Regions from separate parts of the Gossypium arboreum genome. Here region 2 is linked to region 1. The links are chromatin contacts, called in public Hi-C maps. All regions are on one chromosome and are shown on one strand. Each heading gives the region's core, a stretch centred on a gene start, on an enhancer-like site or on the middle of the called end of the contact. The rest is flanking DNA. Distances are from core to core; before and after follow the strand shown.

Region 1 (4,584 bases), core at 823-3,322:
ACATTCTGCTTTGATAATAAATATAAACATTAAGGTAGTGTTTGGAAAGTCATCTAGTAATTGGATTTGGGTGTAATTTATTATAAAAATAATTTTTGCATTTTATAAAATCATAAAAATTATATTAGTTAAATCTTAAAAATTTCAAAAGTTAAAACATCAAAAGTTTACTATAAAAATAATTTACATTTTATAAAAGGATTATAATGTATTTATTTACAAAATTTATGGTCAATAGGTATGCATATAACTTATTTATGTGTCCATACTATATATTATAAAAATTCATAAAAGAATGTTATAGCTTACATTATCCTAGCCTATTTATAAAGAATAACTTTCTAAAGAGTTGACAAAAAATTATATTAATTATAAGAAGTGTTATGAAAGTTATTGAACAATTTATAAAACCTTATTTATAAAGGTTATTTGTTATAAATTTTATATTATTTTTTACTTAGTTTAGGTATTATAAAAGAGACATAACCTAATATAATTTTTTCTCCAAATTAAGTTTGAATAAGTTTTTATAATTAAAACTACAAATTATTTAGATTGTGAACCCAAATATTATAAGATCGATGTTATTTATACAAATACAAAAAAATTTTTACACCATATTACGAGGTATGATACTATTTTAGAAAATGGTGTCAGACACCTGCATCATAAGCAACTTCTGCACTTTTTAATTTGAGACATTTAAGGTTTTAAGATGGTTGAGAAGATATCTGTTCTTCTAATTTTTTTCCCCATATTAACATCACCTTAATATAACATAAAAATATAATGTTGGATTGTACTAACATGTTTCATATTTCATAACTTTAACTATTGGTGAATTGAGATTATTCATACTTCAAAGAATATATGAAAGGAGATTTTAATAATCCTAATGATGCAAATCCAAATTCAGATGATGATGAACTTAGTCAAGAACTAACAAATGAGGATAATGAGCATATGTTAAATATTAAAGATGGCATAACCTAACAAATCTACACTAAAACAGTTAGATAAATGTGCATATAATGTTTACTTTTTATTAGTTTTATTAATAATCGTATTATCAACTATTTTTTATACTAACATAATAAATATGAAGATTTAATTTTACTTTTTGTTACTTGATTAAATATAATATTTATCATACTAATAATTTTTGTATAGTAATTAATATTTTTAAAATATAAATTATGTAACTATGTAATTATAATTTATAATATAAAACATGATGTAGAGAATTATAATGTAATTACATCTTGTCACCAAACATGTCTAAGGACTTACAATTCTTTATAATTATAAAAGAATGTAATTACACTTCTATTCAATTATTCATGTTGTCCAAACAAACCCTAAATTAAACTTTTTATTTTGATGCAAATTTTCGTTTATATTTGTTATTCGCATGTTCCGTATTAATCAATAAAAATAAATAAATTTAAGTAAAGTTAAAAATATATTATTTTAATTAAATTTAGGCTGATTCAATTCCATCAACTTAAATTGTTAATTAAATTTAATTGTAATATATGCTATTAGAAAAACTAATAATTTATTGCGTTTTAATAAGTGAAAAGGAATTAATAAAAGTATCATCTTTACATTAAGAATCATATTATATTTTGTCTTTTTATTTAAAAATAAGTAAAATGATCATTGTACGTTAGATTAAAGAGCAAATTAATCTTATGAAAAAATTATCCATTTTTTGTTAAAAAGTGGTTCTTGTAGGTTAGCACGAAATATATGTGACACATCATATGTTATTATTTGTTATTTCAAACACCACATCAATTTTAATAGTACAAATTATTAAAATTTAATTAAAAGGACTAATTTACTCTAACATAAAAGAATTAATTTGTCTATTTTTTGAAGTATAAGGAATAAAATGTAATCTAATTTTAATATAAAAACAATGTAAGAATTAGATTTGTGATGTATATTAATGAACATATTTATATTTAAATTTTATTTATAATAATAAAAGTTACGTGTATGAAATAATAATCTGAGCTACGTATAAAATTGAAACAAGATACCAAATTATACCTATATTGGTACCAACCTTACCTAAGCGGGATACAGTATCTTAATCAGCGAAACTATATTTGTCCTAATCAAATTAATTAATTTCCCTTCTTATTCCCTCATTTTCTGTTTTTCTAGAAACTATTTGTTTTTCTTCTTCTTCCTCTCCTTCTTCTTCAGTATCAGCTACTTTTCTCAGTGTACCATTGTGTCTGTTTCTTCTCTTTTACACTTTCTGAGTGTCTCTTAAGAGCAGAAAAGGGAGAAGGCTTGTGGGTTTTCTGTTGAAATGGAAAGAAAGCAGGAGAGTCGTTCGCGGGCTAAAAGTCCCGCCAGGACTGCATCACCAATGTCCAACTTACTGCGCCGTCGGAGGAAGAATTACAGCCACCATCCCGAGCCCTTTTTCTTTAGGTCTGGGGGCCTCAGGCCGGCCGAAGCTTTGTCGCCGTTGAAAGAAGGTCCTGATCCTGATGGAACGGACGCTGAAAATTCCAGGATGGAAGGTAGGTGGGCTCAGTGGATAAAAGGTCAGCTGGCACGAGGAGGCCCTTCCGTTTCTACCTCAACCTGTGAACGCTCCGATCTGAGGTTGTTGCTTGGAGTCTTGGGTGCACCGCTCGCGCCAGTGCACGTTAGCGCTTTGGACTCTTTCTCTCACATCACCATTAAAGACACCCCAATTGTGAGCCCCCAACCACACCCTTTCTTCTCTCTTTCTTTCTTCCCTGATGCTGCATTTTTTATTTTTGTTCAGAGAATAAGTCTTGTGCTGAGATTTTTGATGTTGGGTTTGGCTTTTCCTTTCACTTGATGACTATGGGATTTTGATGGATTATAGTAGGGTTGCTTAATAGACAGATAAGAGTTGTTTTTTTCAATCTGGATCTACTTGTTTTGGGAGAAATAAACCTAAATGGAAGAAGAATTTGATTAGCACTACTGGTTTGGGGGCTCATGGAAGGAACAATCTCTGACTCTAATGTGTTGTAAATATTTTCAGGAATCATCATCTGCTCAATACATATTACAGCAGTATACTGCTGCTTCAGGTGGGCAAAAGCTTCAGAACTCCATCCACAATGCTTATGCAATGGGTAGGGTTAGAATGATAGCTTCCGAGTTCCAGACGGCTAACAAGGTCACCAAGAATCGGAATTCTACCAAAGTTGCCGAATCTGGTGGGTTTGTGTTGTGGCAAATGAATCCCGACATGTGGTACGTGGAGCTCGCACTTGGTGCTAGCAAGGTTCATGCTGGCTGCAATGGGAAGCTTGTGTGGAGGCATACTCCTTGGCTTGGTGCACATGCTACTAGAGGCCCTGTTCGCCCCCTTCGCCGTGCACTCCAGGTTAACCTCCACCTCTTCGCTTCTTTACTGTTTGTTCCTTGTAAATTTATTTCTGGCTATGGTACCAAAACTGGTATTCTTGTGCAGGGTCTTGATCCGAGAACAACAGCAAGCATGTTTACAAATGCGAGATGTAGTGGTGAGAAGCAGATCAATGGGGAGGATTGTTTTATACTCAAGCTTTGTGCCGATCCCGCAACATTGAAGGCCAGGAGCGAAGGACCTGCTGAGATCGTTAGACATGTTTTATTCGGCTACTTCAGCCAGAAAACAGGCCTTCTTGTGCACTTGGAAGACTCACATTTAACCCGAATTCAAAACAACGGGGGAGATGCTGTGTACTGGGAGACTACAATCGATTCATCTCTCGAGGATTACAGACTTGTTGAAGGAATAATGGTTGCTCACTCGGGACGCTCCGTGGTGACCCTTTTCCGGTTTGGAGATACTGCAATGAGCCACACTCGGACCAGGATGGAAGAAGCGTGGGCAATCAAAGAAGTGGCATTCAATGTTCCAGGTCTGTCAGCGGACTGCTTCATACCTCCTGATGAAATAAGATTGGCTTCAATGGATGAAGCCTGTGAATTCTCTCAGGGTCCAACCCTAAAAACTAGTTTGGCTACTGCTCCATACCGATCCAAAGTTGGTAAACTAGATAAAAGCTCATGAAACCATTTTATCTGGGAGGATGAAATTTTTTTAAAAGAAGAGGGCTTTTTGGCAAATTTCCATACAACTTTGACTACATGTAACACTTTTACTTGACTAACTAACTACAAGCTAAAGTCGAAATTGTACTTGTCTGTAAGATTTTTTTGTTATTGGATAATGTCGCTTTCAATTTGTAAATACACATTGATTTTCATATTTCCTAGGATGAAAATATCTTTAATTTTCTAATCCTATTTCACCTAGAAATTACAGTTGTCCGGGTTTCTCCTGAGATTTTATAAAATTAAGCTGAAGATCAAGCCATGGACGTCTCAACTTCCACACTCCGTAATCAGATTGCTTGTGCAAAACATTGAAAAATCATACCATAGTATAAAGGTGTATCATAATCACTCAGCTGCTGCCTCGGAACGGGTTTTTTCATACAGGCGATAGATAAGTGTAGACTTAGACATTTGGGGTTCTCTTTCCAGAACTGCAATCACGTCCTTAACAGAAATACTACGAGCCACTCTAGTATG
Region 2 (4,584 bases), core at 778-3,277, 600 kb before region 1:
GTGCTAATTTCTTTTTATATATACTAAAAGGAGAAAAATCAGATTAGATGAACACACTAATTCCTATTCTTAAAATGTAATAATTATTTTGACTAAATAGGTGAATATAAAATCAAAATAATAAACATCTTTAAACTTTTATTATTAATATATCTTTATTTTTTCCTATGTCAAATATATTAATATTAAACAACAGTTTAATAAATAGAATAAACCCACGAGATAAAAAAAATTACATTTTATATTATTTTAAGGGACGCATATCATCTCTAGACATATAGAAAATTTGAAAAAAACAAAATTAAATACTATACATTTATACCCGAATTAGAGTAAAATAAGACTGGCGATATTTAAGTTAATGAATGTCACGTGTTGAAGTAATTGTGTTGGTATGGCCCATAATTCAGGCGTTATTAATTTTCAAAATAAATTTTTTAGAAGCGATAGAAATTAAATTATAATTTTATGTTAGTAAAAATGTAATTTTATTATTTTAATATATTATATTTTTATAATTTTAAAAATTAAATTAAAATATTATTAATTTTTGGGATTAAGTTATAATTTTATCTTTATTAATTTAAAATTTTAAAAATTTAAAAGATTTAAATAAAAAAATTCATTTTAAGGAGGCTGAGCCCTGCCTATTCCCTAGCTACACTTCTGTATTAGGGGTGGAGATGAAGATAATACAATTTAAATTCGTGTTAAACTAATATTTAATAAGAGATTTAATTACGATTAGATACAAATTAAAATAATGAATACGTTATTTAAATGATTTATTAGTTGGGGAACTGAACCAATCCATTAAGGGAGAAAAGTACGTCCCTCATCTTAGTGCTATATTCAATTTTTATTACAACACGGTTATATTTATTTAAAATACTTCTATCTTTATCACAAAAATTTGTTTATATTTATCTAAAATAATAATTTCATTAAATTTTGACAAAACCTAGACTTTAAAATTATAAGAAATGTTTTTAACAAAATTTGATAAAACATGATAAACTTTAAAACTTTTATCTAATTTTAGCCTTTTTTCAATTTAAAAATTAATAACCTCAAAACATACAACTTTTTTTTTATTAAAAATGAGATTAGTGTATTTTTATAAAAAAATTAACCTAATTTAGCATTAAATTGATAAAATATATATTTCTGAAAGTTAAATTAATAAAAAATATAAAATTTCTTTAATAGGGTACTAATTAAAGTAATTTTTGCAATGATTTACAACCAATTTTTTTTCTGTGTAGGTGCAAATTTCTTTTTATACTAAAAGGAGGAAAAAACCAAATTAGATGAAAACCAACTTATCAAATGCTATGGCAGCATTATCGAATATAATGATTTTTTAAATAAATTCGAAATTATACATTAATTATGATTTAATGTATAATTTGATACATGAACTTTAATTTAGTACAATTGTACATAAGAAACTTTGATTGTAGTTCAAATGTATACATAAAATTTTAATTTTGATTCAATCATACATATTTAAAGAAATAAATATATCAATTTATTTTTATATTAGATAAATATAATTATATGTGTATGTAATACATAAACATAAAATGATGTTATATCAATAATTGTGTTAATAATTTATAAGAATTTGATCAAAACAAAATTTCATATATAAAATTACACAAAACCAAGGTACTTGTATTGAGTTGCACAATAGACTAAAGTTTATGTATAATTTTGAGATTTATCTTTTTTTGGAACAATTTTATTATAAATTCGATTATATCTATTTTTTACACAATAACTAGAATTACTCATAACTTGTCCTAACCTATAAATAGGGGGATAATACGCTTCAACGCATTCGAACTCTCGTCCTCCTATATTAAATATATTAATATTAAAGAGATAAAAAATAATTATTTGAAAACAAAATTAGAGTAGAATGAGAGTGGTGATATTCAAGTTAATGAATGTCACATGTTGTGTTGGTATGACTAATATTTATCATGGTAATAAAGATATTTTGACATGGATTTTATTCATTATTGTGATAATGAATAGGTTATTTAAATGAGTTGAGCCAACCCACTAAAGAAGAAAAGTACGTCCTTCGCCTTAGTGCTTACTTCCCTCAGTTTTCTGAAGGTTCAACCTCGCTCTTTCTTTTATCTTCTCCTCTGTTATTTTATAAATGAAACCAACATCTTGAGACATTATTCCTTGGGTGGATGAAAAATGGCTTTCAACTCTCCATTTGTTATCGATTCTCTTTATTGTTCAGAAGACACAGGAGAAGACCACTTTGTTGAAGAAAGTTGTTTCAATAAATCAAACCCATTTCCAATCTTGTTAGAGCAGGACTTCTTGTGGGAAGATGATGAACTTTCCTCCTTACTTTCAAAGGAAGAGCAAAGTCAAATGTACAATTGCCTTCAAACCAATAGGAATCTAGCTGTGGCTCGCTTTACTGCTGTGGATTGGATGTTGAAAGTCACTGCTCACCATTCCTTCTCTGCTCTCACTGCTGTTCTTGCTGTCAATTATCTCGATAGATTCTTGTTTAGCCTCCCTTTCCAAACTGACAAACCATGGATGACTCAACTAGGTGCTGTTGCTTGTCTTTCTCTAGCAGCCAAAGTGGAAGAAACCCAAGTGCCTCTCCTACTGGACTTACAAGTTTGTACTTTAAGTTTTCATTGATTTTTTTTTTCTCATTTGATTCAGCTTATCAATGTTGGGTTTTTGCTCATCTGTTTAGGTGGAGGAGAGCAAATATTATTTTGAGGCCAAAACAATCCAAAGAATGGAGATTTTGGTACTCTCCACACTTCAATGGAAAATGAACCCTATAACCCCAATTTCATTTCTTGATTACATTGCAAGGAGGCTTGGGTTGAAAGGCCATGTTTGTTGGGAATTTCTCAGGAGATGTGACCAAATTTTGCTCTCTGTCATTTCAGGTTTACACCCTCCCTCCACATCCCCCCCCCCAAAAAAAAAAAACAAAAAGAAAAGAAAACCTTTCTTTCGTTTATCAAAATCATGAATTGAATCTAAATTCCTGTTAAATTCATTGACAGATTCAAGGTTTTTGTGCTACCTTCCTTCAGCAATGGCCACTGCTATAATGCTGCAAGTTATGGATAGCGTTGAGCTTGAACCTAATCTTAGAGTACAATTCGAAAACCAGCTTTTAGACAACCTGGGAATTAACAAGGTACTGTTTTGTATTAATTTTGTCTACTTTTTTTTCCAATGTTCATCCTGGGTTCATGTTTGAAACAGGACAAGGTAGATGAATCCTGTAAATTGATAATAGAATTGACAAAAACAAGAGAGGAAGGCAACCAATCAAAGAAGCGCAGATTCAAGTGGATTCCTGAAAGCCCAAATGGCGTAATAGATTTGTTGTTTATTTCTGATGAATCCAACGATTCATGGGGAGTTTCATCACCAGACCCTGTTTCCAAGAAGATCAAAACTCAGCTCCTTCACTAAATTTCCCGCTTCACAATAATATTTCTCTTTCTTTTTTCTTTATTTAATTAAAAGATGCAAGTTAAATTGCTTCCCATCTCTGCTTATTTTCTGAATCTGAAATGTGTGGTTGGTGAGAAAATTTGCAAGCAGAGATGGTTTGCATTTTAACCGGAACAATGTTAACAAAGAAATATATGAATATAGGTAATGCAGAGTCCTTTGCGATAATGTTTTAATCTTCATAATAATGCTAATTTCAGAAGTTAATAAAATTTTTTTATTTTAAATGTCACATTTTTATACTATTCATAAAAGAATGTCCAGATGACTGAAAATACACATGGAAGTGTGTATATTATACTTTTATACGTATTTGTTGGTTTGCATGCCATGGAAGGAGCATTTTTGTCTTGTCGGCCACCGGCAGATTTTGTGACTGTAATTTTGGGGTTTTGACCTCCTTGGAACATATCTTGCTTATTCATTACTTAATGTTTGATCTTAGACCGTAAAGTATTTATGATTGTGTAAAAAAAAAGTATTAAACATCTTATTATACCAATAAAAATACATACATATACAAAACTTATAACAGGCTTCTCATTGTTTATTAATGGAGTAGACCTTCAACTATTTTAGCAGCAGCTTTTTTTTTTTATATAACCATAATTTTAACTGTTAATATTTATATTTTTATCAATTTAACCCTTATTTTTTAGTTAAATTTAGTCTTAATTTTTTTAAAAAGTAAAATTTGATTATTAATCTTTTAAAGAGTTAAATTGATTTTTTAATAGAAATACTGACTAAAACATTACGATAATTAATGTGTACTTTATTTTTTATGAACTTTTATAAATTTTAAATTATTTGTTGAAATGACATATAAAATAAATAGTATCATGCTAACATAAACTATTATATAAGTTGTCAAATCAATATCGTTAAAAAGAATGTTTTAATTAATATTTCCTTGAATAATATGACTCTCTTTGAAATATTAATAGTAAATTAAATTTTTTAAAACAAAACTAAATTGAAAAAAAAAATATTTAAGGATAAAATTCTCATTACTCCTTTATTTTATAAGAGGAAAAAAGGTTTGTTCAAGTTGCTAATTTG

Evidence for each region. Hi-C and Micro-C count contacts between places; a contact is called where the count stands out from the background.
Region 2: a Hi-C map of leaf shows a contact between it and region 1, with 4 times the contacts expected there. The contact joins the promoter of LOC108482082 here to the promoter of LOC108479788 in region 1. A contact is called at or near these places in 2 of 5 Hi-C or Micro-C datasets (both in leaf).

Annotation. Positions count from the first base shown.
Region 1 is chr1:77,912,401-77,916,984 of ASM2569848v2, reverse strand. LOC108479788 reads left to right here and starts at 2,072. Exons shown (of 3, transcript XM_017782576.2): 1 at 2,072-2,722; 2 at 3,041-3,388; 3 at 3,476-4,242. The coding sequence starts at 2,327. The coding sequence ends at 4,060.
Region 2 is chr1:78,516,215-78,520,798 of ASM2569848v2, reverse strand. It overlaps LOC108482082 (cyclin-D3-3-like), which reads left to right and starts at 2,027. Exons shown (of 4, transcript XM_017785189.2): 1 at 2,027-2,658; 2 at 2,741-2,942; 3 at 3,063-3,199; 4 at 3,268-3,734. The coding sequence starts at 2,218. The coding sequence ends at 3,480.